Linked DNA regions of Bos taurus: region 1 is linked to region 2. A link is a contact called in public Hi-C data. All regions are on one chromosome and are shown on one strand. The core of a region is the stretch at or near the end of the contact, and the rest is flanking DNA. Distances in the headings are between cores, read along the strand shown.

Evidence for each region. A called contact is a pair of places that touch in the nucleus more often than the background predicts.
Region 1: a contact with region 2 is called in a Hi-C map of skeletal muscle, with 4 times the contacts expected there. The contact joins the promoter of NCOA7 here to the promoter of HINT3 in region 2. A contact is called at or near these places in 2 of 11 Hi-C or Micro-C datasets (skeletal muscle and an unstated tissue).

Annotation. Positions count from the first base shown.
Region 1 is chr9:25,516,374-25,521,974 of ARS-UCD2.0, reverse strand. It overlaps NCOA7 (nuclear receptor coactivator 7), which reads left to right and starts at 1,646. Exons shown (of 15, transcript XM_024996940.2): 1 at 1,646-2,110.
Region 2 is chr9:25,335,756-25,341,410 of ARS-UCD2.0, reverse strand. HINT3 (histidine triad nucleotide binding protein 3) reads left to right here and starts at 1,546. Exons shown (of 5, transcript NM_174341.2): 1 at 1,546-1,836. The coding sequence starts at 1,636.

The DNA.
Region 1 (5,601 bases), core at 397-2,896, 180 kb before region 2:
TTTACCCAAGGTAAGCATGTGATGGAGCTGAAGTCTGAAGTCAGAGCCTGAAATCTTAGAGATTACCCTGTTAAGAAGTACACATTCTACTGAGGTTTGATTTGTACTGTACTAAGATTTCCCAAATAAGTTTATATACTATATCTTTTATTTCAATTAAAATTTCACTTTCTATTTAGAGCAGTGCTGTCCAAAAGGATTTCTTGAAATAATGGAAATTTCTATTCTCTGCTGTCCAATGAGTCGTCTCTAGCCGTGCGTAGCTCTTTAGCACTTGAAATGTGGCTAGTGGAATGAAAAACTACATTTTAAATTTAGTTTAAATTTAAATAGGCACATGTGGCTAGTGGGAACTGTATGAGACAGCACAGATCTAGAGCATAAGGAAATGGTTTATTTCTTTGGATTTCTCTGTAAAGACAAGGCTTAGGCAAATCAGTAAACGTCGAGTAAATGAAAAAACAATAGTTAAGGGGGAATTTTCTCCCTCTTTAAACTGAAGGGCAGAAGTCTTTATTCTACCGAAACTTTCACTGTAATAAAATGTTATAATAAGCATGTGAGGTAGCCTGTAGTTCTAGAGCAGTTCATGAAGATAGTAAAGAGGATCCTTAAATTAGAAGCAATGTTTTTGAGAGGCAGAGAAACATTTTATAATTGATGGTTAGTACTTTTAAAATGTTTGTCTAATAAAAAAAGATCGCTGTTTTTTTCTTGACAAAATCTGGGGTCCATAGAGAGAAAAACAAAAGGGGACTCCTGGTGGAAGGTTGGAAACAGTCCAGAATTGCAACTCAAGGGACATTTCCTGCACAAACTACAATCTAAAGCAGACCTCTTAACAAATGTTAAGAGTAAGCAACTGCCAAACCTCACTGGGTGACTTCATTCTTTCACTTATTCATCACATATATACATATGTTAGTCAAGTTGTTCTGAATATGGGGCAAAATATCATGAATAATAATAGGTACTTTTGAAAATAAAATGGGGCTTTCGATCAAATCAGTCTCTGGATGTAACCGAGGCTTGTGGCCTGTGTTTCCTGACCCATACACAACACAGGTCCTACCCCACTGGATGTCTACGTACGTAGAAGAATTCATCTTAAAAGTTTTATCACGATTTTACCACAGCTTGTACTGCTATGGAACGTGTCTTTGCCAGTTTTTACATTAATCTTAGATTTCAAAAACATCAAAGAAGTGTGAGAGCCTCTCAGTTTCTCTGGAGGTCCCAAACCTCTTCTGATTCAATGAAATCAGCTCTTTAAATTGCAGGAGCCTTATTTTCCCTTGGAAGTCATTTACAAATAACATAATGCCTAAAGAAAAAAAAAAAAAGAGGAAAATTTCCAATTCCTCACATTCAAAGCAAAAAGATGTAAACCCGAGGCCCAGTTTTATACATGCTCAGTGCAGAATTGGGTAATTATTCCATATTTTGCAAGACAGTATAACGTGACCAGTTGCAACTGAAATTCCAAAGCCATCTCTGTGAAATGCTTCGCTTGTCTTTCATGAGAGGCTGTTACAGCATAAGCAGCAACAACAAGCCAGCGGAGGCTGCTATCTCTTGGGCCTGTGTGTTTGGCCTCTGACACACCAGTGTTATCGCACCAGCTGCAGGCTCCACCATTAAGTCTCTTCCTTACGTAAGGGTCAATTTCACGGCCAAATCCTCCTAGTCATCTTGCAGTGCTGGTCATGGGACCTTAGAAGGAACAGCTCCCCAATGGGGATGGGAAGCTCACAGGCACTGGCCCGCAGCTGATGCCAAGCTTCCCAACCCAGGCTCCCTCGGGTCTTTGCCAAGAGTCAGCCTGGAGAGCTCAATTGCTCGGTCCCCATGCTGCAATGACAGCAATTTGGCAGCACCCCGGATGCTGTGCGGAGGATGGGAGCGGGAGGGGGGAGGACATGGGGGCCCCACTGCGAAACACAACGCCGGAAAGGACAGAAGGATGAATTTACTGTGACCAGCGGTCCCCGAGCTACAAGGAACCTCAAGGTTTTTATGCTCGAGAGACACGAACTCGAGCTCTGCTCTCAAAGCCGTATTCACACTGAGTGTAGTGGCCAGCAGTAGGGGATTACCCGCCCGGGGTGAGGTAAGAAGACCTTCTTAGGTTCCGCCGCCGGCCGGCCAGCCGCGGGAAGCGCCACGAGCTCGCTCCCGGGAGGCGTCACAAAGGGCCGCGGCCTGCAGAGGCCGCGCGCGCAGCTCTCCGGGGCGGAGCCGCCGGGCCAGGGCAGGGGCTGCGCCCGGGCAGCCGAGGCTGCCAGCAGTCGCGGGTGCCCCCAGCCTCCCAGCCCGGAGATCGCCGGGGCGGGGAGGATGCAGCAGCTGCAGCCCAAGCGACCGAGCCAAACCGCCGAGCTCCCCGGCCCCCGCCGCGGCGGAGGGGCGCCGAGCGTGGCGCGGACCGGGCGGAGCTAGAGGTGGGCGTCTGCACCGCGTCGTTCCACCCGCAGCTCCCCGCCTCCGGCCGGGCCCGGCAGCCTGTCGCGGCCGATGTCCTGACTCGCGGGCGTACCCGCAGGGTTGGCTAGGCGCCGCGCGAAGGGGAGAGGCCTGAGGAGTCCCGGTGGCACTGGCCACCGCGTCCACTAGCACGGGACGCTGGTCCCGCGGGGCGCGCGCCTGGGCGCTCCTCCCTCCTGCCCCAGCTCCGCGTCACCGCGCGGTCCTCCCCCGACCCCTCCTCCCACCCACCCCGGAGGATGCGCTCCCCCGCGCCCAGCGGCAGAGGCCACCGCTCCCAGAAATGCGAACTCCCGACGCCCTTCTCCGGGACCCGAGGAGCCGGCGCCCCCGCCCTGTAGTAGGTAGGTGGCGAGGCGGGGACCAGCCCTGGCCGCCACCTGCGGCTGATGCTGCCGCTGCGGAGGGGCGGGGGGCCGGGGCCGGGACCCGCGAAACTTGCCTCCCGCCGGAGCTCGGTGCGGCGCTCGGAGGTGTTCTAATGGCGCTGGGCGCAGCACCCCCCCGTTAACCTGACAGCCTCCTCTTGAGCTCGGGAGGCCGAGCGGTGGCGAAGGAGAGCGTGACCCTTCCCCGTCCAGCCCCTGGGCCCGGAGGGGCCCGCGCTGCTTGCAGGGGTGGGGAGGATGGATTGGTGTGAGGGTTAGTGGGGGATGGAGAGAGGGAGCACCGCCGAATTTTCAGCAGCTCAGGTGGATAAATGTCACCGTATTTTTTCGGCCTGATGAACAGATGCCTTCCTGTTTTCTCCCAGTGTGCAGCCACGCAAAGAGTTATTCTAGCGGCAGGTAGAAGTCACTCAGGATTTTGATGTATTTCGGAGCTAGCTGATTGATACGTGAAATTGACGTCTCAGATTCTTATAGTCAGTCATTTAGGGCCAGTTGGAGAAGGCCCCTTTAGAAATCAGATATTCAGGAGCTAGATGAGGCTGGGGAATTCTCGTGCTGCCTACCTGGGAGCAAGCCTTCAGCTTTCATGAAGAGATGTGTTCGGGAGCATGGCAAGTTTGATACAGGTGTAGGGAGTTTAGAATCTGCTGGAAAGATGCTCGGAGTCGGCCAGCAGAGGCAGCCTTGGGCGCAGCCTAGCTTCCAGCTAGATGTTAATAAGGTTTGTACTTTTGAGAAACTGGCTATAAATTGTTTCTTCTCTGCCAAGTGTAAATTTCGTACATCAGAACGAACGATAACCTTTTGGCAAGATTATCTCTTCACAGGCTATCATTTTTAAATTTCGTATTAAGCAGTAAAGTTTAGAGTCTGGGAAAGTGGATCATTGTACGCTCCGATTTTATTAACGTATTAAGGTTGAGAGCTCCAGGAGGACAGAGACTTCCTCTTGTTCAGTGTCCTAATCCCCTGGTCTGATGCATAATAGGTGCTCATGGGTTATTTGTTGAAATGAGCTGTGCTTCAGGCTTCATCTAAAGACAGTTTAGGTTTAAAACATATTTGTTTACCCTATGGTGGTTGAAGCTTAACTGTATTTTTAAAATTACTTCTTTGCATAAATAGTCAAAATCAGTTATCTCAACATTTAAGTTGAATTTTGACACTGGGACTTCCCCGGTGGCTCAGATAGTAAAGCGTCTGCCTGCAACGTGGGAGACCTGGGTTCGATCCCTGGGTTGGGAAGATCTCCTGGAGAAGGAAATGGCAACCCACTCCAGTATTCTTGCCTGGAAAATCCCATGGATAGAGGAACCTGGTAGGCTATGGTCCATGGGGTCGCAAAGAGTCGGACATGACTGAGCAACATTTACTTTGACATTTTTAGGACCATATGTTTTCCTTCTTTAATGTGTTGTTAAATAAGGTAATTCTCCCCAAATGCTAATATAAGTTAATTTCATTTTTAAGCTTGCACATTTTTTCTAATGGGTAATCAGACCTATTTTAATTAAACTCTAAAACACAATTAAAAAGTGCAACTTGTGTAAAGTAAATTTCAGGTTACTCCAGGAATAACAGTGATTTGGTTAATAAGTGACATATTAACTTATTTTAGGGTTGAGTTGTTGTGGTTGACCTAATTATAATGTATTTATTACAGGTAAAGGTGAAAATAAAACATTTAGAAGAGTCTGTGATTCCTAAATGATTCAAAATACATGATATAGATACACATTTTCAACAGTATGGGTTTCCCTCAGTATATAAACATATCAGTTTTCAAGTTTGAGAACCAAAGTGGTTGTGAAATCGAGGGTTTGGAAGGTTTGTTTCCTTTCTCCTTTTTAATTTTATGTTGTCTTGAAATCATCAAGGATAACTGCATTACATTTCATTTGCTTTATTTTTGCACTATGGTATTTCCAGTTTTGTTTTTGTTTTTCCATTATGTAAGTTTTATGAGTCAGTATTAACCTTTTTTCACTTTGTTTAACAAAATTATCTGGGAATGATCCAGTCACTTATTATCTTTCCTTTTTCTTCCTTTCCTTTTTTATCATTTTAATACTCTTCACCATCCTTATTACATATTACCCCCAAAACTTATTTCCACAAAAGTTATTACTATTGCTCCTCCAGCCTACTTGGGCTCTTGTTAGATGGTGAGGAAATAACACTTTTATGTAAAAGGTGGTGAGACTGGGCGAACCAACAGTAGGAGAGAGCTTATGAAAAATACGTTATGATTTATTTGAACAGAGCAAAAATTCTCTCATGACATAAAGATAGCTACATTTTATGCATGTTAAATTTGTAGTCAAGGATATTGAGCAGTTAATTTATATCATTCTTCTTTGCTCATTCTAAACTTCTTAAAAGAACCCTCCCCTGCAGTTACATTAAACTCTCTTTGTTGCAGATAGCTTGATTGTGCTGGCACTCCTGGCCTTGGAATCAGTTTCTAATGTCAGAATGAAAGAGGCATTTTTCTCTCTGAGACTTGCATCCCAGTGCACAGCGCCTCTGCAACTGAATGACTCACTACCTGGGTCCTGACCACTGAGTCCCCTAGCTCCTTGCCTCCACATGCACCACTGGAATTCAATCCTAAGACCTGGATTTATTCTATCTTATTTTTCTATATCTTTCCTAAGGTTTTATTACCAAAACCCCTGTCCCTTCCTTGCTAAATGTCGCTTGTGTGCGTGCATCCTAAGTAGCT
Region 2 (5,655 bases), core at 297-2,796:
TGGATGGAGGAGCCTGGTAGGCTGCAGTCCATGGGGTGGCTAGAGTCGGACACGACTGAGCGACTTCACTTTCACTTTTCACTTTCATGCATTGGAGAAGGAAATGGCAACCCACTCCAGTGTTCTTGCCTGGAGAATCCCAGGGACGGGAAGCCTGGTGGGCTGCTGTCTATGGGGTCGCACAGAGTCAGACACTACTGAAGCGACTTAGCAGCAGCAGCAGTGTAAGCTAGGGTCTGAGACCCCTGTCCAGCAGGAAGATGCTTCAGAAGAGGAAAACTTCAGCCCCTTAACCCTTAAAAACAAGGGGTGTGAAAGCTCACAGGGCGGGAATGAGAGAGACTGAGGACTTGGGACCCTTTGCTACAGTGTTTGCATGTGGACAAACGTCTCCTTGAGCAACAGAATATAAAGAAACTAAAGGACTAAAAATAACTGCTTGCAAGTTTTGAGCAAGCTCCAGGGAGTTGGTGATGGACCGGGAAGCCTGGCATGCTGCAGTCCATGGGGTCACAAAGAGTTGGACAGGACTGAGGGACTGAATTGAACTGAAGTAAAGCCTGAACAAATTATAAACAAGGTACAAAAAGACCAAAAACCCAACTGCTACTTCTGTGATGTCCTGAGCAGAAAGAGGGCATTACTCATGATCCCTGCACACAGCACCAAGGGGGTGGGGGGTGGGTGGGCAGACCTCCTAAGCCACCCCCGCCAAAAGACCACCAGATCTGCCCCCGCCCTCATCCCATTTAAGGGACCAACTCATGCACCCCTCCCAACCCAGGGAACCAGCAAGGGAATGTGTTACTCATTTTTCGCTCTTTCCCGAAGCACAACTCCCAAGAAAGCCTGAATTTCTTGTCAATTTCTTAAAGTTTCTAGGTCAATTCCTCGTCAATTTCTATGAAGTTCTGGAATATGTCAGACTATAAACTACAGGATTCCGCATTTATCTGTGTATAAAGAATGAGATAAAGCCCACTATTTTGATCTAGCTGGTGCTGTCAATAATAACAACAAAAGGTAAAAACAGGTGTGAAGTTCTGTTTGATATTTTGAGCCTTATCACCTAAGATTATCATTGTAGAAAATGGATACCCAAAGCATCAAAGCTCTAGAAATGTTCATTCTCGTAAAACCTACGAATTTTTTAAAACTTTTTTTTTTTTTTTTAAGACATCATTATACACTCGAGGCACTTTATGTTGCTGGCTTCCGGGAGATGACGTTCAGAACGGTCAATAAGTGCCATTCGGCTCCCGGGTAGAGCGCGAACGTGATGTCATCGCGGCGTGGGGCGCGAGCCGGCGTTGTGGCGGAAGTCCTGAGTCGTTACCACCGAGACGCACGGGGATGGGCGACTGCCGCCGGTGGCGGCGGCTCTTCCGTGTCGCGTCCTTGCGCGCCCCCGCGTGGCAGTCAGCGTGAAGGCCAGCCTCTGGATTTTGCGGCTCCGCGGCGAGTCACCTTGCGGCTCCGGTCGCCCTGGATCCGCGCTGTGCCCAGCTCCCGGCCCGGCCCAGCGCCAGACGAGGGGCGACGCCTCGAGGTAAAATCTAGGAGGTGCAGGAGGCTAACTGCAAGAGGCCCTGTTGTCCCGGAGAGGTCTCTCAGCGGCGCAGAAGAGCGGGTGCGATGATGGAGGAGGAGGAATGCGGTTTAGGGAAGTCGTGTGCCCGCTCTGAGCCAGTGGCGGCTGCCCAACCCGCGGGGTCCCCAGGGGAGACCCCCGCGGTCGCCGCAGAGTCCCCGGAGCTCGCGAACTACAGTAGCAAGTGCGTGTTCTGCCGGATCGCGGCGCACCAGGATCCCGGCACTGAACTCCTGCACTGTGAGGTGGGCTGCGACGCGCGACCCGGCGCGGGTGGGATCCGGAACGCCCTTGGGGAGCTCCGCTTAGGGCGCCTCAGCTCAGGGGGGCCTCGCCGGCGTGGATCGGGTGGGGACGGTCCTGGGTAAATGGAACTGGGGGAGGCTGGGTGTCCTAGTGATACAGACAGGCTTGTTTCTCTAGGCGCCGGGAGTGTCGCCAGCCTCGTTTACTGTTCTAATGGGAGACAATGTAGATATAAAACCTCTCTCCGCAGCTGCCGAGGTGGTCGGTGGACAATAGTGACCTCTGATTTTATTAAAGGAACCTCCTCCTACCCCACCTCCCCCCCCTTTTCTAGACACTGCCTTTACGTTCTGCAAATACTGATACTGAAAACAAACTAGTAGAAAATAGATAATGGTGACTGAAAAGCCCATTTGTTAGATTGACTGAAAATAGGCTGGCAGAAGTGGTCCGTGGTCACACAATTAGTTAATGCATTCTGATTTCCACTAAAGAGTCCAGTTCCTTAGAAGTGTTATTATCAGTTAGGATATGTGGAAATTTTCAGAGCATTTAGACTTTGCTCAGATATTTTAAAACAGATATCGGGTAGGCACTTTCGTCTACCAGCTTGACTGGCCTTTAAAGAAACAGTCTTTTGAAAGAATCAGCTCCAAAGATTCTGGGCTTTGTTTTTGTTTTGTAGTAATCGTTCATTGGTTAAAAGTAAATTGAATTCCTTCTAAGCACTGTTGGAAATTCAGTGGTGAGCAAGGTAAATAAAGGCTAGTAGTCCCTGTCTACATTTTATAATCTAAAGGGTGGAGTTAGTACCGACAGAAGAGGCAGCTGATAGTGCACCGTGCTACGGTGAGACGGTTTTACTACCTGCAGTATTTTGCAAGGCCCGTGGGAGGGGCACCTGACCAGACTTGAAGGGTTAGGGAAGAGCTTCCAGAGGAAGTGAGACATGAAAAAATAAGTATGGTCAGGTGAGGAGGAGGAGAGAAGAATGTCTTCGGTAAAGAGAACCTTCCGCGGTTTGATCTCTGCCACTGGCGAATAGAAATTCAATCTAACTGGAGCACAGATAGAGTTTGAAGGGGTGAGTGGTAAAAGATGAGGGTGGAGAGGTAGGCGAGGGCCAAGTTATTAAGGCTGTTGTACTTCATATTAAGCAGTTTGGGCTTTATTTAAAGAGTGAAAGGAAGGAAGCTCCACAGTTTATTGCTACTGTTGATGCTGGGTTGGAAGAAAATGGTTGAGGTCCATGAAAACGTTTGATCTTTGAAAGATCATCTGGTACCCTGGGGGAGAATGTTTGGGAGAGGACCAGGCTGGAGGCATAGAGATTGGTTATGAAGCTGTTGAGGTAATCCAGCCTAATATAAAATGTAATAATGGGGATGAAGAAAAGCAGATCAATTTAGGAATAATTAGGGGTCTGACAATGCAGAGGTCTGCATTTCTAGCCCAGATGATAGGAACTGCCAGCTTATAGGTGGAAATTGAAAAGAGGGAAATTATCACCGCACGGATGAAGGAGCCTGGTAGGCTGCAGTCCATGGGGTCGCTGGGAGTCCTACAGGACTGAGCGACTTCACTTTCACTTTTCACTTTAATGCATTGGAGGGGGAAATGGCAGCCCATTCCAGTGTTCTTGCCTGGAGAATCCCAGGGACTGGGGAGCCTGGTGGGCTGCCGTCTATGGGGTCGCACAGAGTCGGACACGACTGAAGCGACTTAGCAGCAGCAGCAGCAGCAGCAGGACATATTTGTAGGGTAGTGAAGGGATCCCTGCACAGAACTCTGAAGAACCCTAACATCGTAAGAGACAGGTAGAGGATGAAGACCTGTAAAGGGGACAGAGAAACAAAGGGAAAACTAGGAAAGCGAAGAGAAAGGAATATGTTGAGGAGATAGGAATTGGCAGCAGTATCTACCTTCCCTCATCCTCATATCTGGGTTGGATGACTCTCCAGTATGCATGCAGAGAGGCCAACTTAGATTAGAACTGGTTTTGTCCCCAGGGTGATGACCGCTGACCTTCAGGAGAACAACTGCAGTGCAGTGATGGGGCAGAGGGCAGATCGCTGATGAAAACCTCAAGATTCAACCTAAAACATTGAAGACAGCAAAGACAGACAAGTTCTGAAGGAAGTTTGGCAGTCTTGGGGAGAAGGGAGAGATAGTGGTAACTACAGGAGGAGGTGGAGTTAAGAGAAAGTTTTATAAAACAGGGAAGTCTTTGGTGTGCTTAAATCCCGATGGGCAGGTGCCAATGGAGAAAGGTTTAAACTGGCCCCAAGAGGTAGAGCTTTATCCCTGGGAAAGAGGAAATTCAGTCACCCGTCCATTACTCAGCATTTACATGAGTGCCTTCTGTGTGCCAGACACTGCTGGAGGCATTGGGATACAGCAACAAATAAAATGAGCAAAAATCCCCGTCCTCGTGGCGCTTACATTCTACTCACAGGAAATAGACAATAAGCAACATAATAAATAAAATGCATAGTTTCTTAGATGGGGAACAACAAAAGAGAAAAGGGATGCAGTTTTAAAATTTTAGTAAGGAAATGCTTCACTAAGAAGGTGGCATTTGAGGACTTCCCTGGTAGTCCAGTGGTTAAGAATCTGCCTGCTAATGCAGGGGATACGGGTTTGATCCCTGGTCAGGGAACTAAGATCTCATGTGCCCTGGAACAACTGGGCCCGTGCACCACAACTACTGAGCTGGAGCCCATGCCTGCATGCCTCAATGAAAGAGTCCATATAACACAACAGAGATCCTGTGTGCTACAGCTAAGATCTGATGTAGCCAAATTTTAAAAAATTAAGAAAAGAGGGTGGCATTTGAATAAAGCTCTGAAGAAGGAGAAGGAGAAATGTATATCATTTATAAAGTACAGCTATGTCATATAGAATATGACAGATATACAGTGTATTTGTGATATTAAAGTATCATGTGGTGTCATTGGAGATCAGCTTGTCAGTCACCTAAAGTTTAGATGAGCAGTATGGATACTGATCATTTCATGGCAAATAGATGGGGAAACAGTGGCAACAGTGTCAGACTTTATTTTTGGGGCTCCAAAATCACTGCAGACGGTGACTGCAGCCATGAAATTAAAAGATGCTTGCTCCTTGGAAGAAAAGCTATGACCCACCTAGACAGCATATTAAAAAGCAGAGACATTACTTTGCCAACAAAGGTCCGTCTAGTCAAGGCTATGGTTTTTCCAGTAGTCATGTATGGATGTGAGAGTTTGTGTAGAAAGCTGAGCGCCAAAGAATTTATGCTTTTAAACGGTGGTATTGGAGAAAACTCTTGAGAGTCCCTTGGACTGCAAGGAGATCCAACCAGTCCATCCTAAAGGAGATCAGTCCTGAATATTCATTGGAAGGTCTGAGGCTGAAGCTGAAACTCCAATACTTTGGCCACCTGATGTGAGGAACTGACTCATTTGAAAAGACCCTGATGCTGGAAAAGATTGAAGGCGGGAGGAGAAGGGGACTACAGAGGATGAGATGGTTGGATGGCATCACCGACTCAATGGACATGAGTTTGGGTAAACTTCAGGAGTTGGTAATGGACAGGGAGGCCTGGTGTGCGGCAGTCCATGGGGTCGCAAAGAGTCTGACACGACTGAGCAACTGAACTGAACTGATGGATACTGATAAGGAAGTTCATGATACATGTACAATTGCCTTTCGTCATTATTCTTGTTGAAATCAAGATTATTGGTATGCATATGAGGTCCTTGTCCCAGTTGAATTTTAGTTCTTGGAATGGAGAACTAATGAGCAACAGTGCATTCTGTCAGTGTTTTTGAGGGAAA